2 separate regions of the Sus scrofa genome follow, and region 1 is linked to region 2. A link is a contact called in public HiChIP or PLAC-seq data. All regions are on one chromosome and are shown on one strand. The core of a region is the stretch at or near the end of the contact, and the rest is flanking DNA. Distances in the headings are between cores, read along the strand shown. Region 1 holds the start of COL4A1 (collagen alpha-1(IV) chain). Region 2 overlaps COL4A1 (collagen alpha-1(IV) chain).

The links. HiChIP or PLAC-seq counts read pairs in DNA pulled down with a chosen protein or histone mark.
Region 1: a contact with region 2 is called in an H3K27ac HiChIP or PLAC-seq map of skeletal muscle. The contact joins the promoter of COL4A1 here to the enhancer-like site in region 2. A contact is called at or near these places in 16 of 47 Hi-C or Micro-C datasets (adipocytes, alveolar macrophages, brain and 10 more) and 2 of 2 datasets of contacts at active chromatin or transcription factors (alveolar macrophages and skeletal muscle).

What each region holds. Positions count from the first base shown.
Region 1 is chr11:76,994,267-77,000,420 of Sscrofa11.1, reverse strand. It overlaps COL4A1 (collagen alpha-1(IV) chain), which reads left to right and starts at 3,012. Exons shown (of 54, transcript XM_021065910.1): 1 at 3,012-3,204. The coding sequence starts at 3,124. COL4A2 (collagen alpha-2(IV) chain) reads right to left here and starts at 3,536. Exons shown (of 48, transcript XM_021065909.1): 1 at 3,515-3,536; 2 at 2,280-2,367; 3 at 2,118-2,172. The coding sequence starts at 2,323.
Region 2 is chr11:76,918,212-76,924,534 of Sscrofa11.1, reverse strand. All of the region lies in intron 2 of COL4A1 (collagen alpha-1(IV) chain), which reads left to right. Among named protein-coding and RNA genes, the nearest start is that of COL4A2, 76 kb to the left of the region's middle. Within about 2 kb of position 4,849, at least 19 of the 83 cell types and tissues checked have an H3K27ac peak or open chromatin away from gene starts, as enhancers often do. A contact at or near this core is called in fetal skeletal muscle and skeletal muscle, where this site is marked.

The DNA.
Region 1 (6,154 bases), core at 1,763-4,262, 78 kb before region 2:
ACAGCCATCGCTAAGCATCATCAATTCCAAGCCTACCGAGTGACACATAGTGGCATGTCTCTAGTGACAGGGCTCAAAAGCACTTATCGGTTTCTATGTGTAGATGTGGAATCTAAAGCCAAAGGAAATGAAATAAACTGGCAAGTGACTCCAGTTGCTTCCAACCCAATCCTCTAAGTCACTGGCGCCCCAACTTTGCCATCAAGTGGGACTGCAGACTCCCAGGCGCCACCCCGGAAAGTCTGCTTAGAGATTTGAGAGGCAGACCGGAGGTCTGAATTTTTAACCAGCCTTTCCAGGTGAGCGTGGCAGCCCAAGGCCTGTACTCTGAGAGGTCCTGCTAAGCAACCAACGCTCTGGGTCCTAGCCTGGGCTCAGAGGGCAGAGGCTGAGGGGAGTCTGCAGCATCAAAGAGGCTCTGCAGGAAGGCGTGCAGGGGAGTGTTACATGTAACAAGCGCGGAAGCCTGGCTCAGGGTTTACGAGACCTGGGCAGAGCTGCAGGTGGTACCCAGGTCTTCTGACAGGAGGCCCTTTCCTTCCACTTTAGGGTCAGTCCCAGGTAAGATTCCCAGGACTCAGCATCCTCAGGTCGTTAAACAGGAATATTTAAAGTGGTTCCAGGGGACGAAGGGGTGTGGTAGAGTGAGCCCAACCAATGCCCACTCTCAACAGGACTCAGTGCTTTCCTTTGCAGGGACCTCATGTGTGTGTGTGTGTGTGTGTGTGTGTGTGTGTGTGTGTGTGTGTGTGTGTGTGTGTTTTGCCCTGACTCCCGGCCCGGGGCCAAGTCCTGTATGTCATGTGTGCATAAGGACCCAGAAGGGACAGTGGCCTATCTAGGCTCTGATTGTCTTAAATCAGGATGTGGGGAAAGGCAGGAGAGATGGACAAACCGGAGCTTTAAGAAAACTTTGGCCTGGAACACTCTGGTCAAAGTCTCTGGACTCCTGACTCCCAGTCTGGGCCCAGAACTGGAGCAAAAGGTGGCAGAAAAGTCAGGCTAAAGGTTCTTTCCAAGTTGGGACAGCTTTTCCAGCTCACCGCCTTGTTTGTGGTTTGTGAGGACAGAACAATGTGAAAATAACAGAACTCAAATAAACCACAAGCCCAGCTCCCCATGTACCTGTGTGTACGTTACCCAGAGTGGGGAGGGGAGGGGAGGGGAGGGGAGGAGACTGCCAGGAGAGCCGGAGCCACCCAGTTCCACCGGACAGAGGAGGAGACGGGTCCAGCACGCCTGGTAACGCCCTCCGATGTCCAGTCCCAGTTTAAATATTGCGAGTCTTCCACTGAAGGGACCCAGCCCACCTGGGACAGGCCAGTTGTGCCACATGACACTCCGCCAAAGTGGCTCCTACTGCTTAAACACAACCCACAAAACCCGTTGTACAATCACCACATAGAGACAATGCTGGCAGAGTCACCTTGAATGGCAGGGCTAGGACCGGGGACACTTGGTCAGTGGTGTCCCCAGTGGGAGACTTAGAAGCCCCACCCTGGCTCTTCCAGGCCCAGATCGCATCTGGGGAGAAACTCTTGTTTTTGGCCATTGTTTCCTCCCAGCATCGGGAGGAGTACAAAGCCCTCCTGTCCTCCTGGCCCCGCCCTCCCCCCAAGCCCCTCAACCAAAAGAACCAAAAACTCTGCCAGGGGCAGGACCTAGACGCCGGCTTCCTATGCCACACAAACCGTTCTGGCCCTAGGCCTGGAGCCTCAGGGCCACGTGTCTGACTCTCTCGTCTTCCCTCACTTCTACCACCGGCCTTTGCTCAAACGAGGGAACAGGATGCCCGGGGCCGTGTTTCTAATTATTCCTTCTCCAGGAAGAGCCCACGCCTGTAACGCACAGCACCCAAGGGAGGGCAAACCGCCGTTCTTTGAGGGAAGCGCGTTTTCGCAGAGCCTGGGCTGGGGAGGGCCTGCCCAGGACACGCGGATGCGCGGGTGCGCGCACACCACACACACACACACACACACACACACACACGCACACACACACGCGTGCGCGCGCGTGTAAGCAGGCGCAAGCTGCTTGCCTTCTGGCAAGGCCACTCGGTGTCCCAAACACTTTCTCTGGCGTGCGAATCATAGCCCGGAACCGGTGCCAAGACTTACCGCCAGGACGCTCTGCGCCAGGAGCCCCACCATCACGGTCCCCAGCAGCAGCCACCTGGATGGGAGGGGGAGGAGAAGCGCCGTGAGCGTGCGGCCCCGGCTTGGCCATTCCTCGAAGGACACGCGCGTGGGGCCCACGGGGACGGGCAGAAAGCCGCTTACCGTCGCAGGGCAGGGCCCGACGCCGCCCGCGGGTCTCGGTCCATGCTCCCAGTCGGGCCCCTCTGGGCTCCGATCCGTCCCTCCTAGACTGCAAGACAAGACAAAGCGGGCTTAGCGGGGTCTGGGTCGGGGGCGTCGGGGGAGCATCCTCGCCGCCCGCCTCGGTCTGCGGGACTGCGGAGAGCGGGTGCGGCCCCGCCTCCCGCTGGGGTGACCGAGAGCCGCCCCGCGACGAGGCCGGCCCGAGGGGAGCCTGCGCACCAAGGCCCGGGTCGGGGCCGCTCCGCCGCGGCCGCTCCATCCCTCCCCCCTCCCTCCTCCGAGAGCCGGGCGCGCAGCCTCCGCCGCCCGCGGCGCCGCGTTCCGGGGCCGCTCTCACCTCGGCCGGGCTTCAGGGGCGGTCGCCCGCGCGCATCCGCTCTGCACAAGCGTCGCCGGCGGCCCCGCGGCGCGGCCGCCCTCCCGGGCTTTCGGGGCCGGCCTCGGGCCCGCGTGGCCGCCCTCGGAGCTCCGCTGGGTCGGCGAGCGCGAGCGGCGGCTCGGGCGGCGCTGGGTGCGGAGCGCGGAGCCCTGCGTCCCGGCGCGCGGAGGCCACAGTCCCCCGGCCGCGCGCTCCCGCCGCCTCTTACCCGCGCCGCAGGGTCCTCCCCTTTGAGGCGCCGCCCGCCTGGGCGGCCCAGGGGAGGGGCTGCCCCCAACAAATTGGGGAGCTCGCGGCGCCGCGCTCAGGTCTCCGCCGCGAGCCGCCGCGCCCCGCACGGTGCGCCGCGCTCGGGTCCCGGCCCTGCGAGAGTGAGCCGCCGCCGCGGTCCCCCGCCGTCCCCGCCGCCTCGGGCGCGCCACCATGGGGCCCCGGCTCGGCGTCTGGCTGCTGCTGCTGCCCGCCGCCCTCCTGCTCCACGAGAGCAGCCGGGCCGCCGCGAAGGTGAGTCCCCGCCGGCTGCGCTCCGGCGTCCCGCCCTGCGCCCCGGCGCCCCGCGCGGCCCCTTTGTCCCCGGCCGGGGCCGCCCTCCGGGCCCGGGGTCGCGCGTGGTACGGCCAGGCGCCGTCTCCCGGCCTGTCCCCTCCGGGGACCCCGGTGGGCTGGATCGCGCATCCTTTGGGAAGCCTCCTTTGTTGTGGGCTGGGTGGGGGCGAGTTAGGGGGACTGCTCGGGGCCAGGGAGCAGCGAGCAGAACTCGGTGCGCCCGGCGCGGGGCGAGAGTGCCCAGAGTGAGCGGGATTTGAATTCGCACCTCGGGGGCGCCTGGCCGCCGGGCGCCTTCACCTGGTCCGGGTGCCCGAGCGGGCCGGGGGCCGGAGAGGTGGACACGCGCGCCCCATGCCGTTCGCGGCCCCACACATGTGCCTGGGAGTCGCTTTGGGCGTGTTTCTCTGCTGCTTTGGAGACTCTGGTGGTTGATGCTGAACAGTTCTGGGCCGTTTGCCTGGAAACAGCTGTATCTTTGCTTTCCCACGACTTTGCTGTTGCTGAAGCACAGAAGCGGGGCTTTTCTGGAGGGCTGCTTTCAAGCGTTTCCATACTCCACTCGATGACTTGCATTCTGTATTAAAACAGTTATAATGACATTACATTTGAGTGTGAAACCAAAATGAAACTCCAGCTCATTGTTCTATGCACAAATTGTTTTCCTAGTTTTCATTTCCTCCGGGAGTTCGGTTTGCAAAAGTGAAGGCGTCCAGCTGGGGACGGTCCCTGATGTTGTTCTTCCTTTTTCCCTTCCCTTCAGACGGAAGAAGGACCTCAGCTGTTCCCTAGTGTCACAGCGCGGTAGACAAGCCCTGGAAAGGTGTGGCTTCGAAACACATTTTGCATTTCCTGCCGGAATATTTAAGAACGATTTTCCTCTTTCCACATTTCTCACTCTTTTACTGTTTCAAATCTGAATTTTGCTCTTAGGTGTCCCCCCCCCCCTTTCTTCAGGCAGAATATTTACAGACTCTACTTCACTGCATATCAACTATTAACTGTTCCTTTCCAGAATAAACTGGTGGAATGCATGCAAGTCTTGGAATTGAGCGTCTAGCTCTTGGCTGGCAGCCGGGTCACTGGGTATGGAAAAGACTGATGATGACACCAGCAGTTAACCTCAGATGGTTTCTCCCAGCCCAGAGTCTAGCCAGGCACCCTGGTTGGTTATTTAAACACCCTCTGGTCGTGATGACAAAATGCTTTCAAAAGAGAAGGCTCTAGAACACTTTATTTGGGTCTAGAAATCTGGACCAAGAGATTTAGCAAGGAGGCATGGCAAGGAAACGTGAGAAAGTTCTGTATTTGGAAATAGGAAGCTCTGTTCAGACTTAGATTTTCTGATGGATAATAGTAGCAAATCAAAGCTAATTCTAAGAGCTAGCTTTCAAATAGCCAGGACTTTAAAGAACGAGCCACTCTGAGAGTGAACAGCCACTCTGACTGTTGGGGTTGAGATGACTTTGCTTCTCTAGCATCATTCTCGGAAGCCCACTACATTCCCGTCCTGGCTCTGCTCCGTCCCTACACATCTCACCTAGTGTTTTAAGAGCTCTGGTGTGTGGAACCCTTTGATTCTCAGGGGACTGAACAGGTGCTATCATTTCACTATATTTCTCCTGGTTTATTTAGGGAGAGAAAATTTATTAGTAAGCCCAGGGCTTATGGTTGTACAAGAAAATCCATGTTGAAATAATATCTGGCTAACTTGAAAATTTGTCTCACTCTTCATGCCAATGACTTTTTTTGTTTTGCCTACCTCCTTCCAAAATCAGCTGTGAGGTACACCAGAAAGCTGAAATACTTTCCATATTGACCCAAGCAAAACATTGTTTAAAAATGCATTTTGAATCATAAGATGCTATAAATCAGTCAAATCCCAATTCAAAAGCCAAGACAAAGGATTCTTGGATTACCTGTGTTTTTGGGTATCTGATTCTCACTTTACCTGCATTTTACACCCAAACAGCACCTACTGTGTGCCAGGCACAAATTGCACGTATCATTATTGTTATTATTGTTCCCACGAAAGGCTGTTTGACTTTGTTTTTGACCATCTCTGCTATGGCTGTACCATTCATTTACCAGTGGGTGGATTTCCTAAGCCAGTGATTTTTTTTCCCACCCTCAGGTTCGGCCCATAGTGTTGAGCATCCCCTGTCCTGAGTTCCATAGTCACTGAGCTGAATGAGTTCTTCCTTCCTCCAAACTCCCCCCTCCGACGGGTCTGTAGAATACTTCTTGACAAATGATTTCTCCGGATCAGAAATGTGAACTTTCCCCAAAGCGTGGAGATGCCTGCTGGGGGTTAGGGTGTTGGCATCGCCAGACCATTAGTCACTATTCCGGGACTGAAGGACCTAGAAGGCAAGCGAGGTGAGATTTAATTCCTGTGAGTGTGGACCACATTCTGCAGAAAGTGCAATTTAGGGGAGAAGGCGGATTTTTGACTTAGTCCCCATGACAGCAGCATGAACCGAGTATCTCAGGAATGAGCTTGATGAAGATGTAATCAAATCTTCATGCTCTTGACGCCTGGAACTAGATCAGGAGAAGGGAAGCGCCTCTAATACCAGCCAGAAGAGTGTGCAGAAGCTATGTGTGTGTGTAAGAGTGCACACTTACGGAGTGATCCGTGTGTATGTTAATGGTGTAGTCAGAACAAGCGTGGATCTGAAATTCTGTGCCGCTTTTGCTAAGCAGACGATGCCGGAGGACTCGGTAACCCCGACCCTCAGTTTCCCTGGCAGATCTGCGCCTGCTTTCTGGGATCCCGCCGCCTTTGCTTCCGCACATGCGCCCTGAACACTTCTTCATGCCACGCCCTCCTCCCCCGCTACCCCCGCAGCAGTGGGTGGTACCCACCCTCCTCCCCGGCAGGGCTGCAGCCTCCTGGGAAATACTG
Region 2 (6,323 bases), core at 3,600-6,099:
ACCGTACACACGGGAGTCAGTGGAAAAGACCCATCTCGGGTCCGAGACCCTGGACAAACATTATCAAAATAGTTTTCTTCTTTCTAACTTGGGAAGCTGACTGCTTCAGGGGAATGACTCTAAATATTTATCCCTAAAATATCTTAAACAGATTACTGCTTTGGAGTTAGAATTGACGGAGGCCTTTGAGACTGCTCTTCAGAAAGAGCGAACATTATTGAAGCAAACATTTGCTGTTAAAGACCCTTGCTTCTGCTGACAGAGTGTCTTCTCTCACTGATACTCAGGTCAGATTAAGGAGAAATGTCTGGAATTTATTTATAAGTCCCAAGAACCTTTGGATAATGTTAAGGTTTGTTTTTTTTTTTTTCCCCTAACAGTTTGTCAGCACTCAAGTTTGCCTCTCATTTTAGTAAGTTTTTATTGGATCGGCGAAGTTGGACAGTTTGTTTGCTTTTAGATAGCTTTGGGGGAAGAGTTTTAAATTGTTTATGGTAAGAAGGCACTCAGGGCTCTTTCGAGATATTCTTGGGTTGAATGATGGCTTTTTAGAAAGCATCTGTGACGAACTCTTTATAATTTATTTTTTTCTCGCAAGGTGATAGGCAGAGTGCATTTTGTAGGTCAGAGGCGTCTGCAGTTTCATTTCTTTGCACATGTCGACTAATCAAGTAGTGCTTATTATTGTCCGTCACCTGGGTCGTCGTCACTCAGCTCATTTTACATTATCCGATTTGAGCTTAGTTCTGAAAACCAACTTCAGAGCAATGTTGAAATTCCCAGAATTGTGCCAGAATGCATCGTAAGCGCAAAGAATGTTTCGATATCAAGATTTAAGCCAGCGGAAATCTGCCCTCGAACCCGGCCGCCTGCAGAGCTTCCACGTGAGGGGCTGTGTCAGTGGGCGGCGTGAAGCTGGTGGCTCATCAGCGAGGCCTAGGACCTTCCGTAAGATGGACCTACCAATGGGGTCGGGCCTTTTCTGCTCAGGACCCTGAGGCGGAAAGTCCAGTGTAGACGGCATAGTCCAGGAAGGAGCAGGCGGACAGAGGTTTTACTTTCTAGGCGGACGGCCAGCTCCCTCTCCCAAGCTTCGGCTCTCTGTCCCATTCATCCCACAAGCCCGGTGGCCCACGGCTTCTGAAGTCTCAGGAACAAGTCCCCGGCAGCCTGACGACGGACCTGGGAGCCCACCCAGGCCACGGCTCAAGGAGACTTTTAACACCTTTATGGTACTTCTCATCCTTTGGATGTGTGACGATGCGGAAGCGTCCTCGTTTCTAGGAAAACCCGAGCCTCTCCCCCCCTCCCCACGGGTAACTGGCCCGGCTCTCCGCGGGCGCCCCCACGTCTCATGGGGACCTGCACAAGCGACACGGAGACTCCTCGTTGCACCTCCTCTCTCAAAGCAAACACCGCCGAGCCCCGAGAGAGACCGTGCGCGTTTGGGGAGGAAGATAGAAAAGGCAGCGCCGGGCTCCGGGGGTGCGATGGGTCGCGCTTTCCTGGGTGCACACCGGCGCGCGGCCAGCGGGAGCCTCGGACGCCGACGGGTGCGGGAAACAGTCGCCCTCCTTATATTCAAAGAAATGTCGTCTACGTTACATTAGCGTACATGGGAGTTCCCAGCGTGGCTCAGTTAAGGAACCCGACTAGCATCCATGAGGATGCAGGTTCGATCCCTGGCCTCGCCCAGTGGGTTGAGGATCCAGCGTTGCCGTGAGCTGTGGTGTAGGTCACAGGCGTGGTTCGGATCTAGCATTGCTGTGGCTGTGGTGTAGGCCAGCAGCTGCAGCTCCGATTCCACTCCTAGCCCGGGACTCTCCATATGCCGCGGGTATCCATGTAAAACGATTTAAAAAAAAAATGTTTAGCCCATGCGTTCTTTCAAGAATCCAGGCACATGTCTCATGTGGTGCAGAGAGTCAGTGTTCCTGTCTTCCTTTGGGGAAGACCAGGCCTGGCCGGGTTCTGGTTGTGTGTGTTCAGCCTGCAGCAGTGGCAATGCTTCTGCCACCACGTCGGGCTCCACGGTGTGGAAGGGCCACAGCGGGGCCTCGTCGAGGAGTTTTCCACGACCCTGTGACCCCAATCGCAGCCTTCCCACGCCTTCCCCAGCAGCATCGGAATTCAGGAAGTGGTGCTGCCGAGCCCTCGCTGCTGCTGGGCTCCAGGAGCTGGACTGTGGGATCTTGGGCTCAGTCCCAAAGTCACCCATTGACCACGAGCCACCATCTGACATCGTTTCGCCGTCGCTGACGCTCGGGCAGCTCTGGCTCCAAATGGAAATGCTTGCGTCCCTCAGTGGTTTGCAGCCTTCCTTGGAAAGTGACCTCTCCAGGCCCCGGACGACAGAAAGAAACAGCTGATCCGCTGGGATGTCCCGCCCACAGCTCCCTGCCCCGGTCTCTTCTCTGACCAGTGATGTGGACGTGGGCCAGCCTCTAATGGTGCCCATGGGCTCTGGACTGGAAAAAGGGGACCCAGCAGCCCGTCCTGCCAGCCACCGCACTGTACAGTGGCTGCACAGAGAGCTCACATCTTAGCTGACGCTGAGCTCATGTCCCGCTTCTGCTTAGATCCTCGTCCATTTACCCACTTTTATTGAGTTCAGAGTTTGTGCTAAATGCTGAATGAATAAATACTTACTTTGCGCTGCCTTTAACATCCTTATTTCTGAGAGGTGGAAACCCCACTGCAGATCCTGTCCAACAAGCATCCTTTGCTGGCTGTGCTCTCCTCTCTAATGGGCAAGCCTCGGGCCTGGGGACAGGTGGTCCTGCCTGTCACAGTCGGGCCCCGTCCAGGGGGAGCCCAGGGCCTGGGCGGTGTTTTCCTTTGGACCTCAGCCCACTGTCAACATCCGTTATCGTAGTGTCTTAATTGATTTTATTTATTTATGTTTGCTATTTAGGGCCACACGTGTGGCATATGGAAGTTCCCGGGCTAGGGGTTAAATTGTAGCTGTAGCTGCCGGCCCTTGCACCACAGCCACAGCAACAACACAGAATCCGAGCTGCCTACACCACAGCTCACGGCAGCGCGGGGTCCTTGACCCACTGAGCGCATTCTCATGGATACCAGTCGGGGTTCATTACTGCTGAGCCACAGCGGGAACTCCATGATTTTAAATTTGAAAAATTAATTCAAAGTTTGACTAAAAGAGACAGTAAGATTTTGAAGCCTGCTGATGCTGGATCCGTGATAATTCAGGGTTTGTTGCTGGTAACGGTGTCTCCTCTGCCATCCTTAGAACCGTTTCACACACTCAGCCTCGCGACCCTGGGGACTCTGTTTGGATTTGGATTCTTGACGAAGCTTCAAAGGGGACCAGGGTTGGTGTTCGGGTTCCATCTGAACTTGTTTAAGCACGGATTTTAAGAGGAGGGGAAATAATTAGATAGTATAAAAAGCCTTTTATTCCCATCTTTTATGGGTTTTTAAAAAAGATTTGTCCTTCTCTACGTAATACATGATGTAAAAATTTTATGTTGCTGCATGCATGGAACTCTCTTTCCTGCCTAATTTAGAGTGGCTAATTTTGATGCCCAGATTTTTCACCATGGCTGCGTTCTTTCATCTTTATAGCATTTTTTTTCTCCTCCAATTCTGACTTTCATCCTTGGAAGATGCAGTGATAATCATTCCATTGTTGGGACATAAGTTTTTTTTTTTTTTTTTTTTTTTTTTTAATTAGTACAGCACACAGCACTGACCTTCTGGAATAAAACTAGTCAATGTGGTTGCATCAAAACACGTTTGTGGAAGCCCTTCTCACTCCCCACTTGAAATTCTCGCTGCGGTGACGACAGTGGTCATGGGCTTTGCTCTGGCCACCACGTCCCCGTGGACCTCTTGCCTCCAGGATCTCATGGCAAAGAGGTGTCGAAAGGGTCCTGTTTCTCAGTTGTTTTAACTGCACGCTCTGCCTCGAACCCCAGCAACCCCGGCGCACGAGCAGTCACGACTGTAGCATCGCTCTTGCAGCTGCAGAGTCTGGCTTAGAAAGACCTGGTGGGAGAACCTTCACACAACCTGCCCAGCTCTTTGCTTTCCCTCTGCCCGTCGTGGAGATTTGCTGCAAGGCTGCGGCATCACTTGGCCTGTGTTTGCCAGCTAATTGTATTGCTGTTTGAATGCTTATCCTGTCTGTGTGCCCTGCCCTGCTGCCCAGAAGAGCCCTGGACGGGGTCCAGGGTATGAGACTAATCGTGTGTACTTTTGTCTGAACAAAAGATGAGGAAAGTTAAAAAAATATGTGTGAGGCGGCCAGATCCATGTCCATAGAGGAGTCACTTCCTCTAGCTCCTTAATTTCAAAACTCCTGGGATACGGGGCTTGCTCAAGTGTTCCGCTGACATTCGGGGAGGAATGTGTCCTCGCGGTGAGAGCTCCCACTGGGAATTCAGAGTTCTGCGTCTGTTCCCAGGAGCACACAGGGGTCACCCAGTGACATGCGACGCGTCAGTAAAGCCTTGGAGTCCTCATTTCCCTATCTGTGAAATGGACATAAAAGGGGCTAATGCGATGCTGGTGAATTACTGAAAATTCGCTGGGAACCAGCTTGCTCTAGTGACCTAGAAAAAAACACCAGCTCTGGGGGAAGCTGGCCTCCTTTCTATTTCTGGCTTTCATGCTGACTCAGTGAGAAACTTGGAGGAATCAGCTCATCTGGCTCTGGGTCTCCATGCATTCCACGATTAAAAAGAGACTTAGAAAATCTTTATCTGCCCCGACTCTCGGGACGATACCGGAGGCTTTTCTGCTGACGTGCCTTTCACGCGTCCTCCCATCTCGCGTCGGGTTATCCGAGGATACGCGATTCAGGGCTCACTTCTTTTTCAGCCAGCTGTGTGCCGTTCAGCTCTGGTCTATTTTGGGTAGAACCTTCCCACGTCCGAGTAAGGGAGGCGGTGCGTGTGATGCCCGTGAGAAGCCATCTCCAGCGCCAGGAGTTTGTGCAGTTCTGTCTGTTGTGATTTTAGGTGAAGGGACAGTGTATTGAGGAGCTTTGCATTGGTCGCGTCTTGGTCTGAGGATGTCTTCCTTTCCCAGCCCTGTCGCAGGCCTCGGGGAGAAGGAGCCCGCGTTCGGTGTCAAGTCCTGGGCCGGGCTCTGGGGACGCGAGCATCTGTTCTTCCTGGTTGATCCCTGGATGCAGCTGGTCCAAGGAGCTGTGCCAAAGGGCCGCGCCTAGTTTTCTTTCTTTCTTTTTTTTTGTCTTTGTGGGGCCACCCCCATGGCATATGGAGGTTCCCAGGCTAGGGGTCGAGTCAGAGCTGTAGCCGCCAGCCTACACCACAGCCACAGCAACGAGGGATCAGGGCCGCATCTGTGGTCTACACCACAGCTCACGGCAACGCCGGATGCTTAACCCACTGAGTGAGGCTAGGGATCCTAGTCGGGTTCGTTTCCACTGCGCCACGACGGGAACTCCTTAGTTTTCTTTACTCCGTTTAGGACGCGATGGTAGCCTCTAGGGTTTGGCTTAATCCGCTCCCATTTATTCACACGCTGCTTCCAGCCTCCTGACTTCCGCTTCCAGCAAAATGCCCAATCTGGGGAGGCGAAGTGGCTGGAGATCAAGTTCAGAAGCCCATTTTCTCATCAGAGCAAATGCAGCAGGGAGTTCCCATTGTGGCTCAGTGGTAATGACTTTGACTAGGATCCATGAGGACGCAGGGTCGATCTCTGGCTTTGCTCGGTGGGTTAAGGATCCGGCGTTGCTGTGGCTGTGGTATAGGCTGGCCACTACAGCTCCAATTTGACCCCTAGCCTGGGAACATTCATATGCTGAGTGTTTAGTCCTAAAAAGCAAAAAGCCAAAAGGGGAAAAAAAAAAAGGCAGCAGGTGCTGAATTCACCAGCAAGCACCAGGACTGGCTGAGGGGTTTGGGTTTGGAGAAAAGGACAACTCTGGGAGTTTCTCTCCCACATCCTTGCATTTATGCCACGTTTCAAAGCTTTAAGCAACTTTTGGTGATGTGCTGTTTGCGGCGTAAATGTTTGTGTTATGTGATGTGTAGCTTGTTGGTTTCTCTTTGCTTTGAACGAACGTGGTTGTGAGCAAAGTGTTGGACACTGGAGACCCCTGCCTGTGGCTTCCACAATGCCTGCTGCTCTTTAATCAGCTGAGGTTGGGAACTCCCCGGTGGCACAGCAGGTTAAGGACCCAGTGTTGTCACTGCTGTGGCTCAGGTTCCATCCCTGGTCCGGGAACATCTCCTAAGGGCCAGCTCAGGGCCTGGAGTCCCCCCATCTTTCCGAATTACCGCCACCTGTGTGGTCCCCGAATAACATTCACTATTTTAAAAAGAAACTTT